Regions from separate parts of the Sus scrofa genome. Here region 1 is linked to region 2. The links are chromatin contacts, called in public Hi-C maps. All regions are on one chromosome and are shown on one strand. Each heading gives the region's core, a stretch centred on a gene start, on an enhancer-like site or on the middle of the called end of the contact. The rest is flanking DNA. Distances are from core to core; before and after follow the strand shown.

Region 1 (4,867 bases), core at 1,643-4,142, 100 kb after region 2:
CTTCATTCCGTCCAGTTCTAATGGTTGCAGAATCATTCAGATCCCCAAGATATGGAGAGAGAGTGTTAGCCGGGATCACAGCCCACTAAAAAGTTGAGTGCGGATGACTGAAATGTTCCCCAGGATGTAGGACTTTCAGTGCTAAAACTGGGACAATTCAAGGCAAGCCAGGAAGATTAGATATCCCAGATGGAGCCAGAATTCAAACCCTTACCATCTGTCTCCAAAACCCACAGGCTGAGCTGCTCCTCTGCAGTGCTTAAGTGAGAACCAGGGGGCACATGCAGTGTGACTGGCAGTGAACACCTGGAGGAGGAAAGAGAAAGAGCCTTGAAGAGAGGGACACACTCTCCATATTATCTGTCTCACAGCGGGGCAGGAGAGAGGACAGAGGGTGGCCTCGTAGCCACTCTGTTTGCAAGATGAGATGCAGTAGGAAGAGGGCCAGAGTGTGTGCAGGTCCTAAGAGTTACTGTTTATGGAGCATCTTTACATTTATAACTTCAGTCCAAACCTTTGGGAGGTAGGTTTCCGCAGATGAGGAAATCTTCTCAATGCTCGCTGTAGGCCCTCTGGGCTGCTGTCACAAGATGCCAGACTGGGATGCTTACCAACAGCAGAAATGTACTGCCCTCAGTTCTGGAGGGTGGAAGTCCAAGATGAGGCTGCCAGCATGGTGGATAAGGGCTCTCTTCTAAGCCACTTCATGAGACTTCTCATGATCCAAATACAAGGGGAGGGGATAGGGAAATATGTGTGATCTCTTTTGCATAAATACTAATCCAATTCACATGGTCTACCCTCATGACCAAATCACTCCCCAAAGCCCCCACCTGCTAACACTATCACCTTTAGGGGTTAGGGTTTCAACTTATGAATTTTGTGGAAAAGGACACAAACATTCAGTGCACAAACAGTGGAGTGCTCATCCTCATGTGGTCAGGTCCCCAGTTGAAAGTGGTGGGATCTGCACTTGACCTCAGGTCTGGCTTGCCTCTAGTGTCTGTACTTTTACCGCTGGGCAGGTTTCTCCAAGAGGACTTTCTTAGAACATCACATAATTTCATGTGATTATTGTAAGTCAGGAGCTGGCAGGGGTGGCAAGTAGGTGGTGGGGAGTTTTGTTAAATCTTTCTGTGCCTGTTGAGTATTCTCAACTTTCCGTTATCGGTTGGCTGGTGTTAAGGCAGGGAGAGTGAGCCAAACTTTAGTGTCTCAGATTTCCTATACCTGGTCAGGAGAGGTCAAAGCTGTCAATTGCAATGAGGTCTTGGAGGTGTCTGTGGATTTCAACTAATCACCAGAAATTCCCGTCCCCAACAAACCCAGACAAACTTTGAATTTAGCTCAGAAGATACAGAAGGTGGGAGGCCACTTGAGCCTTGTTTGAGGCTCTTGGAGTGCAGGGAGTGGTGTTACCTGGAGTGCAGAGCAGTGCTCTGGGTTTATCAATGTTACTGACTGTTTAAAAAAAAAGGTAAGATTTCCCACACTGACTATGGGCAAGCACCAGAACTAAAGTGTTATTTAAAACACAGGAGAGAGACTGACAGTCAAATGATAACTTTAAAAAGTATAAGACCCCATTGACTATAAAATACTACTCCTTGGGAGATCCATTACAAAGACGAGTTCTTTCCTAGGTCCTAAAAACAGAGTAATAATTCATTCAATTATTTAGTCATTTCATAAACATTTACTGAATGTCTCCTGTAGGCCAGGCCCTGTGCTTGGTGCTGTGAGGATATAAAGAAAGATGAAATTGACTAGGATCTTTACCACATCAAGTCACCAGGACATTAAAAGAAATAAGGCACAAAAAATAATACTCTACTGGGTAGAAATGAAGAAAGGGAGACATTCCAAACAGGGGGAGTCACCTGGGCAAAGATCTAGAGGATGGAAAACAAGTACACTTGGAAAACGAACCAGTGACTCGCAGAGCACAAGAGGAACAAATGAGAGGATACAGCAGGAAAGAAGTCCTCTCTGATGCCAGACCTCATCCTTGGAGATACAGAGATGTATGTATAAACCTGAAATAGGTTCTAGGAAGACTGGATGAGGGCTAACACCGAGAGTTAAATGTTGATAAATCAAAACCCAAAGAATGACACAACTCTGGGCAACTTGCGAATCTGTGGGCACAGATGACGAAGTCAGAAGTTCAGCTGAGAGAGAGCTTGGTATAGGCTGGAGAAGATGTAATATGTTTCAAGGGCAGAATAGGAATTTAACTTAGAGCAGAGCTTTGGAAGATGGATGGAAAGGATTTCTTTGGTGGGAGAAGAGGGTCAAGGGCATTCTGAGTAGAGGAAATGGCTAGAGTGGTGGGGAGGAAGGAAGAGGGTATGCCTGGGTTGGGTGAGTCCCTGGTTTCGCAAACACAGAAGCGTCCTGCTATAATTTCTTTCCCTGCTGGACAAGAGACAGATCCGTGTGATGAAGAGTGGCCCGGGTTTCGGAGGCAGACAGATCTGGATTGGTTCAATTCCAGCTCTGTTGATGACTCATTTTAATGCCTGTGTACTTCTCTTCGCCGCAGTTTCTACATTTGCAGAAAGGCCTTAATCAGGCTTCCGTAGCAAGGCTGTTGTGAGGGTTAGAGCCTGATGTCAGAGCATTTTGGGCACAGGTCACAGTCTGTCCCAAGTTGCCTTGCCTTCTGCTTTGCCAACCACCCCACACCCCCAGGCTTGCTTCCTCCTCAGGAACCTGGGTCACATTCAGGAACTTGCTGACCTACATTATAAAACAGCACATTACTTTGCCAGCAAAATGTTGCAAAAAATTGCAATTCAGGACATGCAATCTATGGTGAATCACGGGCATGTCCAGAGAACAAAGGGAGGAAACTCGCTTTCTTAGGGAGAACCCAGGGAACCAGAAGGGGTTTTTCTAAATGGAAGTCCAGTAGAGAAAAGCAGAAGTTCAGGGTGGCAATGGCTTCTCATCAGCTGTGCTACTGCTGAGAAAGAATACTTCCTTGGGGATAGTTCAGCAGTTGCACTACCTGTTTGGGAGTGCAAGGTGTGCTTCTTCCCGCGGGGCATGCAATTGACCTTAAGTAGTAGTGGGTGAGAGCTCCCCATTCTTGCCTCCTGACTCCATTTTAAATGAGCTCCTTGGGAGACTGACCTAAGAAAACATTCGAATGGTTGATGTCAGAAAATGTTTTGCCTATGTTCTCTTGTAGGAGTTTGATGGTATCTTGTCTTACATTTCAGTTTTTAAGCCATTTTGAGTTTATTTTTGTGTGTGGTGTGAAGGTGTGCTCCAGTTTCATTGATTTACATATGGCTGTCCAGTTTTCCCAGCACCGCTTGCTGAAGACTGTCTTTTTTTCTATTTTCTATTCTTGCCTCCTTTGTCAAGATTAATTGACCATAGGTGTCTGGATTTATTTCTGGGTTCTCTATTCTGTTCCATTGGTCGGTATGTCTGTTTTGGTACCAGTACCTCATTGTCTTGATGACTGTGGCTTTGTAATATTGCCTGAAGTCTGGGAGAGTGATGCCTCCTGTTTGGTTTTTGTTCCACAGGATTGCTTTGGCAATTCTGGGTCTTTTATTGTTCCAAATAAATTTTTGGATTGTTTGTTCTAGTTCTGTGAAAAATGTCATGGGTAATTTGATGGGGATTGTGTAGAAACTGTAGATTGCTTTGGGTAGTATGGGCATTTTCACGATATTAATTCTTCCAACCCAGGAGCATGGAATATCTTTCCATTTCTTTGAATCCTCTTTAATTTCCTTGATTAATGTTTTACAGTTCTCAGCATATAAGTCTTTCACCTCCTTGGTCAGGTTTATTCCTAGGTATTTAATTTTTTTTGGTTGTGATTTTAGAAGGTATTGTATTTTCATATTCCTTTTCTAATATTTCCTTGTTAGTATAGAGAAATACAACCGATTTCTGAATGTTAACCCTGTATCCTGCTACTTTGCTGAATTCATTGATCAGTTTGAGTAGTTTTTGTGTGGAGTCCTTAGGGTGTTCTATATAGTGTCATGCCATCTGCATACAGTGACAATTTTAACTCTTCTCTTCCAATTTGGATGCCTTTTATTTCTTCTGTTTGTCTGATTGCTGTGGCTAGGATTTCAATACTATGTTGAATAAAAGTGGTGAGAATGGGCATCCTTGTCTTCTTCCAGATGTTAGTGGGAAGGCTTTCAGCTTTTCTCCATTGAGTATTAAATTTGCTGTGGGTTTGTCATAAATGGCTTTTATTATGTTAAGGTATATTCCCACTATACCCAATGTGGTAAGAGTTTTTATCATGAATGGATGTTGGATTTTATCAAATGCTTTTTCTGCATCTATGGAGATGATCATGTGGTTTTTGACTTTTCTTTTGTTAGTGTGGTGTATGACGTGCTTTTGCACAGCAAAGGAAGCCATTAAAAAAAAAAAAAAAAAAAACCAAAAAGACAACCTACGGAATGGGAGAAAGTAGTTTCAAACAATGCAACTGACAAGGGCTTAATCTCTAAAATATACAACTTATACAACTCAACAGTAAAAAAACCCAACAACCCAATTGAAAAATGGGCAAAAGACCTGAATAGGCATTTTCCCAAAGAAGATATGCAGATGGCCAACAGGCACATGACAAAATGCTCAACATCACTAATTATTATAGAAATGCAAATCAAAACTACTATTAGGGGAATTCCCATTGTGGCACAGTGGAAACAAATCTGACTAGGAACCATGAGGTTGCGGGTTCGATCCCTGGCCTCGCTCAGCAGGTTAAGGAGGTACCTCAGAAAACTAAATATAGAACTACCATGATCCAGCAATCCTACTCTTGGGCATATATCCAGACAAAACTTTCCTTGAAGAAGACACATGCATCCTAGGG
Region 2 (4,989 bases), core at 941-3,440:
GCCAGACCTGGGATTAAAACTCAGGTTTAAGCAAATCCCAATAATTACTGAGCAACCTAGGAAGTGAACCAGTCTTAAAATGAAATACCATTCTTTAATGTAACAAATTGGCAAAGATTAGAAACACTCTAATACTGACTATTGGCAGGAGAAGGCATCTCACAAAATACAGGTGAAAATGTAAATTGGTGCTAACACTCTGGAAAGCAACCTGGCAATATTTATCAAGAACATGAGCATTTGCATACCCTTTGAACTGGTAATCCCACTTCTCTGATTATATTCTAAACAACTAATCGGCGATGAAGCCAAAGACTCATGTACAAGATGGTTCTTCAAGGCGTTGCTTATCACAGTGAAACACTGGAATCAACTGAAATGTGAAATGGTTGCGGCGTGGTTAAATAGTTGGTATTGCTACAGGATGGAACCATATGCAGCCATTAAATATCATATTTTCATGATGTGGGAATAAGTTTGTGCTACGGTCTGAAGGTTTGTGTCACTTCAAAATTCAAAAGTTGAAATCCTAATCCCCCAAGGTGAAGGTATTAGGAGGTGAGGGTCTTTGGGAGGTGATTAGGTCATGAGGGTGGAGCTCTCATGGATGGGATTAGTGCCTTTATAAAGAGGCCCCAAGAGAGCTCCCTTGCACCTTCCCGTATGTGAAGGCACGACAAAAAGATGCCATCTGTGAATCAGGAACTGTGTTCTTAGCAGACCGTCAGTCTGCAGGTATACTGACCTTGAATTTCCCAGCTTCCAGAGCTGTGAGAAAGAAATTTCTGTTATTTATAAGTCACCCTGGCTCAGGTATTTTGTTATAAGCAGCCCAAATAGGGATTAAGAGTTTGCAATGCACTCTAAACGGGAAAAAATGACATAAAATTGAATACATAATGGACACACACATATACATGTGTGTGGGTGTGTGTGTGTGTGTGTGTAAGATAATACAAAAGCGAGGAGTTCCCGTCGTGGCGCAGTGGTTAACGAATCCGACTAGGAACCATGAGGTTGCGGGTTCGGTCCCTGCCCTTGCTCAGTGGGTTAACGATCCCGCGTTGCTGTGAGCTGTGGTGTAGGTTGCAGAAACGGCTCGGATCCTGCGTTGCTGTGGCTCTGGCGTAGGCCGGTGGCTACAGCTCCGATGTGACCCCTAGTCTGGGAACCTCCATGTGCCGCGGGAGCGGCCCAAGAAATAGCAACAACAACAACAACAAAAAGACAGAAAAAAGACAAAAAAAAAAAAAAAAAGATAATACAAAAGCGAGTAATCACGCATTATTACTGCATGGTGATGATCATTTTCTGCTGGATTTTTTTTTCTATTTTCTAAAAACTTTGTATATTTCTCAAATTTCATAGAATAAGCAAATATTACTTTTGTTCCTAGGAAAACATACTTAAAATGATTATTTGGAAAAACCAGCAACTATTTTTCCTATGGAACATGAGGCTTTACCTGTTCACTGATGTATGTCCAGAGTAGCATCTGGTTCCTAGTATGTGCTCAGTAAATATTTGTTGAGTGATGGGAAGGTAAACCCTGCAGCGTATGCAAATCCAGTGTGGATGCCGAGGTTCTCTCTCAGTGCAGAAACAGCCTCCCCACAAACCTCAATCACTTTAACAGGTTCAGGTGTGGAGCCATGGAGAAGACTTCAGACAAGGACCACTTACCTCTCTCTCCATGCCGTCTGGGCTTTAGCGAAGAAGATGTGACTAGCTGGAGGTGACAAAATGTTAAGAGCAGTCAGTGAGTTAAGGATCTGGTGTTGTCATTGCTATGGCTCTAGTTACAGCTGTGGCATGGGTTCAATCCCTGGCCCAGGAACTTGTGCATGCTGTGCGTGTGGCCAATAAATAAATAAGTAAATACAATGTTAGGAGCAGGATTCATCTGGAGGCTTCTTCCCTCAGAGGTCTGGCACCTGAGTTCCCATTCATGGTGTCAACTGAAGCATCTACACACACACACACACACACACACACTGTCTCCAACCAGCGTGGGCTCCCACAATGGATTCTACATGAGCAAGAAATGAACTTTTATTACACTAAATCACTAGCACTTTGGGATTTATTTCTGTCGCAGAGTCTACCTTATCCTAGACTAACGCAATGCTTTCCAAACACAGAGCTCTGTCATATTATGAGAGATACCTTCTGGTCTCTGTCAGCCTGGAGGTCAGGCTGAGGAAAGTCCTTCTGTTCCATCACAGGCGATCTGGAAAGCTGGCCTTCTGTTCAGTGTGGCATTCGAGACACACACAACTCAGACCAAGGGTGCCAGCCCTGCCGTGCCATTTACGGGCCATACGCGTGGCCTTGGATAAGTTACAGTGTCTTTTTGAGTCTGTTTCTTATCTGCAAAATAAGAACTATGATTACAACACTGTCCCAGGCTTGCTGTGAGAATTCAATGCGATAAGGTGTCTATTATGAGGCACTCGGCAGAGCATAAGCACTTAGTCAATGTTAGTTGTTGAATCTGTTCTATTTGTATCCAGTGTCCATATTTTTTTAAGTCACCATATCTAGAGAGGATCGAGCATCTTTTGGGTGTGATTTGGGCTGAGGGACAAAAGACAAAAGAAGGGTGTTGAACTCCTAAAGCCATAGATAAGAAGTGAGGAGAAGGACCTGCTCTTTTGACGTATTAAATACCTACTTACTCATACACCTCCTGGTTCCACAGGAGAACAGAGAAGGCAGATTTCATGCCGTGTCATAATTTGGAAACAAAAACAGATACTAAAACAGGAATGGGGATAGAAAATAGAAGCAGAAAGTAGCTCCAACAAATCTTACCAAGGGAAGCTTCCTGCAGACTTTGGCTGAGTGCTCAGCTCTCCAGCAGACTGTGCCAAAGGGCCTCGAGGGGGCTGCCTAATGCAGCTCTTCCCTGCCGGGTCACACCATTCCCAGGGGAGGGCTGCAAGGTGAACTGCTGGCCAAGGTGATTTGAGTGACTTGCGGGTACCCTGCCCAGCGCTGTGTCATGCAGGCTGGGTCACCCCGGTGGTCCAAGACATGGCTGCCAGGCCCAGAGGGGAAGAGAGAAAAAGAAAAAAAAAAAAAAAGCCATGAAGAGAAGCATCCAATTTTTGTGTTCATTACCATCACTTAAATTCAGAGGAGAGAATGTCTAAAAAATTCTCTCTGGCTTGCACTTTTTAGGCCGTTTAATTTTTTATTGTTGAGCATGAACAATGAAACAGAGTGGTTTCCTGTTTCTCGGGGCCCCTGCTCCCCACTGCTGAGGAATTTGGATTTAAACTGCTGGAGAGGAGAGGAACATTTAAATTCTATAAATTAGCTTCACTAAAGATGCTTAAGCGCTTATGAAAACATTCCCGTTCTATACTCAGCTCTATAAAATCTTAAAGAAAAAAAATTCCCAAACTGCCACGGGAAGCTAAGCTGGCAGAGAACGATCCTCTCAGTGCAAACATGCCAACAGCTTTACAAATGAGGAATATGCAACCGGGATTAAGAGCCTGCAGATCATTTATCAGTGACAGAACAAAAAGATTCTTAGCCGCTGTACTCCCAACCTCGGAAACTCCCACAGGCTAAGTAGTGCTCGGAAGCAGTAGTCAGTATTAACTCATTTACACCCACATTAAGGCAGGGAACCCCACTGCACCCCATCTCGGGTACCCCAGACGAGTATTTCGGTGTAATACAAAGAGTGTGGCTTCAGGGAGACCTAGGTGTATATCCTGGTTTAGCTACTAATCAGCTAATGACCTTGGAGAGTGGACTTGATCATTCACAGGCTCGGTTTTCTTCTCTGAAAACAGAACAGTCACAACCAATTCCCTCGATAGCTCCACTACTGGACAAACAGAATAAAGAAAGCAAAACTACAGAGGCATTCCGTCGTGTGGACATTCAAATAAAAGTGTTGGGACACCCATCATGAAAAAGAGAGTGTGCCAAAGAAAGAAAGAAAATGAGAAACTCTGGTTCGTTTCCCCTGTTATCTCCTTCCCATATTTTTTTCCAACTACACCTGAGCCTTCTCTTGCTCTAGGGAGAAGAGGTCATTGCCAAAATCGGAGACTGAAGAAATTAATTTTGGCTTGTGATTCTGAACGTGTTGGGTTAAGAATAAATTTTGACTCTCGACTTTATAGAAACTACCCCTTAAGTATTTACTTTAAAATCTGTGCGTTCCCCGTCCCACAGCCCCCGACCCCCTAAACAGACCGTTCTCATTACTCTCTTAATCTCAAGACAGCAGCCCGGGAGGACAAACACTGGTGTTCTCTGGCTATGAGCCCTAGACCCTGCTTCCTAGCTTAGCTTCTTCGGTCATCAGATACCAGACCCCTAGAAAGAGGGGGTGAGCTGACATGGAAGCCCTGTTCACTAAAACTTATTAAGACATCCTAAGTGTTTCTACCTAGTTTACATTTTTTTTGTCCATTCATATCAGATAGTCACCCCAATGGATGAGCATCGCCTCTGAAGCTATACCCTGAGCAGCACTTAGAGATTAGAATTTCCAAGGATGGAGTTCCTATCATGACTCAGCAGTTAACAAACCCAACTAGCATCCATGAGGATGTGGGTTCCATCCCTGGCCTCGCACAGTGGGTTAAGGATCCAGTGTTGCCCTGAGCTGTGGTGTAGGTCACAGATGAAGCTCAGATCCCGAGTTGCTGTGGCTGTGGCATGGGCCGGCGGCTACAGCTCCAATTCCACTCCCAGCCTTGGAACTTCCATGTGCCACAGGTGTGGCCCTAAAAAAACAAAAAGACAAAAAAAAAAAAAAAAGAATTTCCAAGGATGAATACTTTATTTAATGACCATCACTACTACCCACAGCTATCACTATTTGCACAGTTTTACCTTTACTATGACACACGTATTTTCACTACAGTCTCAGTGGACAATGGCCTAGCAGAGAGGGATTCTCAATTCCAATGTGTATTTTGTGATGGGCTAGCCCAGCACTTTGCAGTAGAACTTTCTGGG

Evidence for each region. A called contact is a pair of places that touch in the nucleus more often than the background predicts.
Region 1: a contact with region 2 is called in a Hi-C map of subcutaneous adipose tissue, with 2.2 times the contacts expected there. The contact joins the enhancer-like site here to the promoter of LDLRAD3 in region 2. A contact is called at or near these places in 1 of 5 promoter capture datasets (liver), 2 of 47 Hi-C or Micro-C datasets (embryonic fibroblasts and subcutaneous adipose tissue) and 1 of 2 datasets of contacts at active chromatin or transcription factors (alveolar macrophages).

The regions. Positions count from the first base shown.
Region 1 is chr2:25,252,994-25,257,860 of Sscrofa11.1, forward strand. It overlaps LOC102157601 (a long non-coding RNA gene), which reads right to left. Exons shown (of 7, transcript XR_001306887.2): 3 at 515-712; 4 at 215-306. Among named protein-coding and RNA genes, the nearest start is that of LDLRAD3, 100 kb to the left of the region's middle. Within about 2 kb of position 2,893, at least 9 of the 83 cell types and tissues checked have an H3K27ac peak or open chromatin away from gene starts, as enhancers often do. A contact at or near this core is called in alveolar macrophages and subcutaneous adipose tissue, where this site is marked.
Region 2 is chr2:25,153,124-25,158,112 of Sscrofa11.1, forward strand. LDLRAD3 (low-density lipoprotein receptor class A domain-containing protein 3) reads right to left here and starts at 2,191. Exons shown (of 6, transcript XM_021083187.1): 1 at 2,167-2,191. LOC106509375 (a long non-coding RNA gene) reads right to left here. Exons shown (of 3, transcript XR_002341512.1): 3 at 2,392-3,040.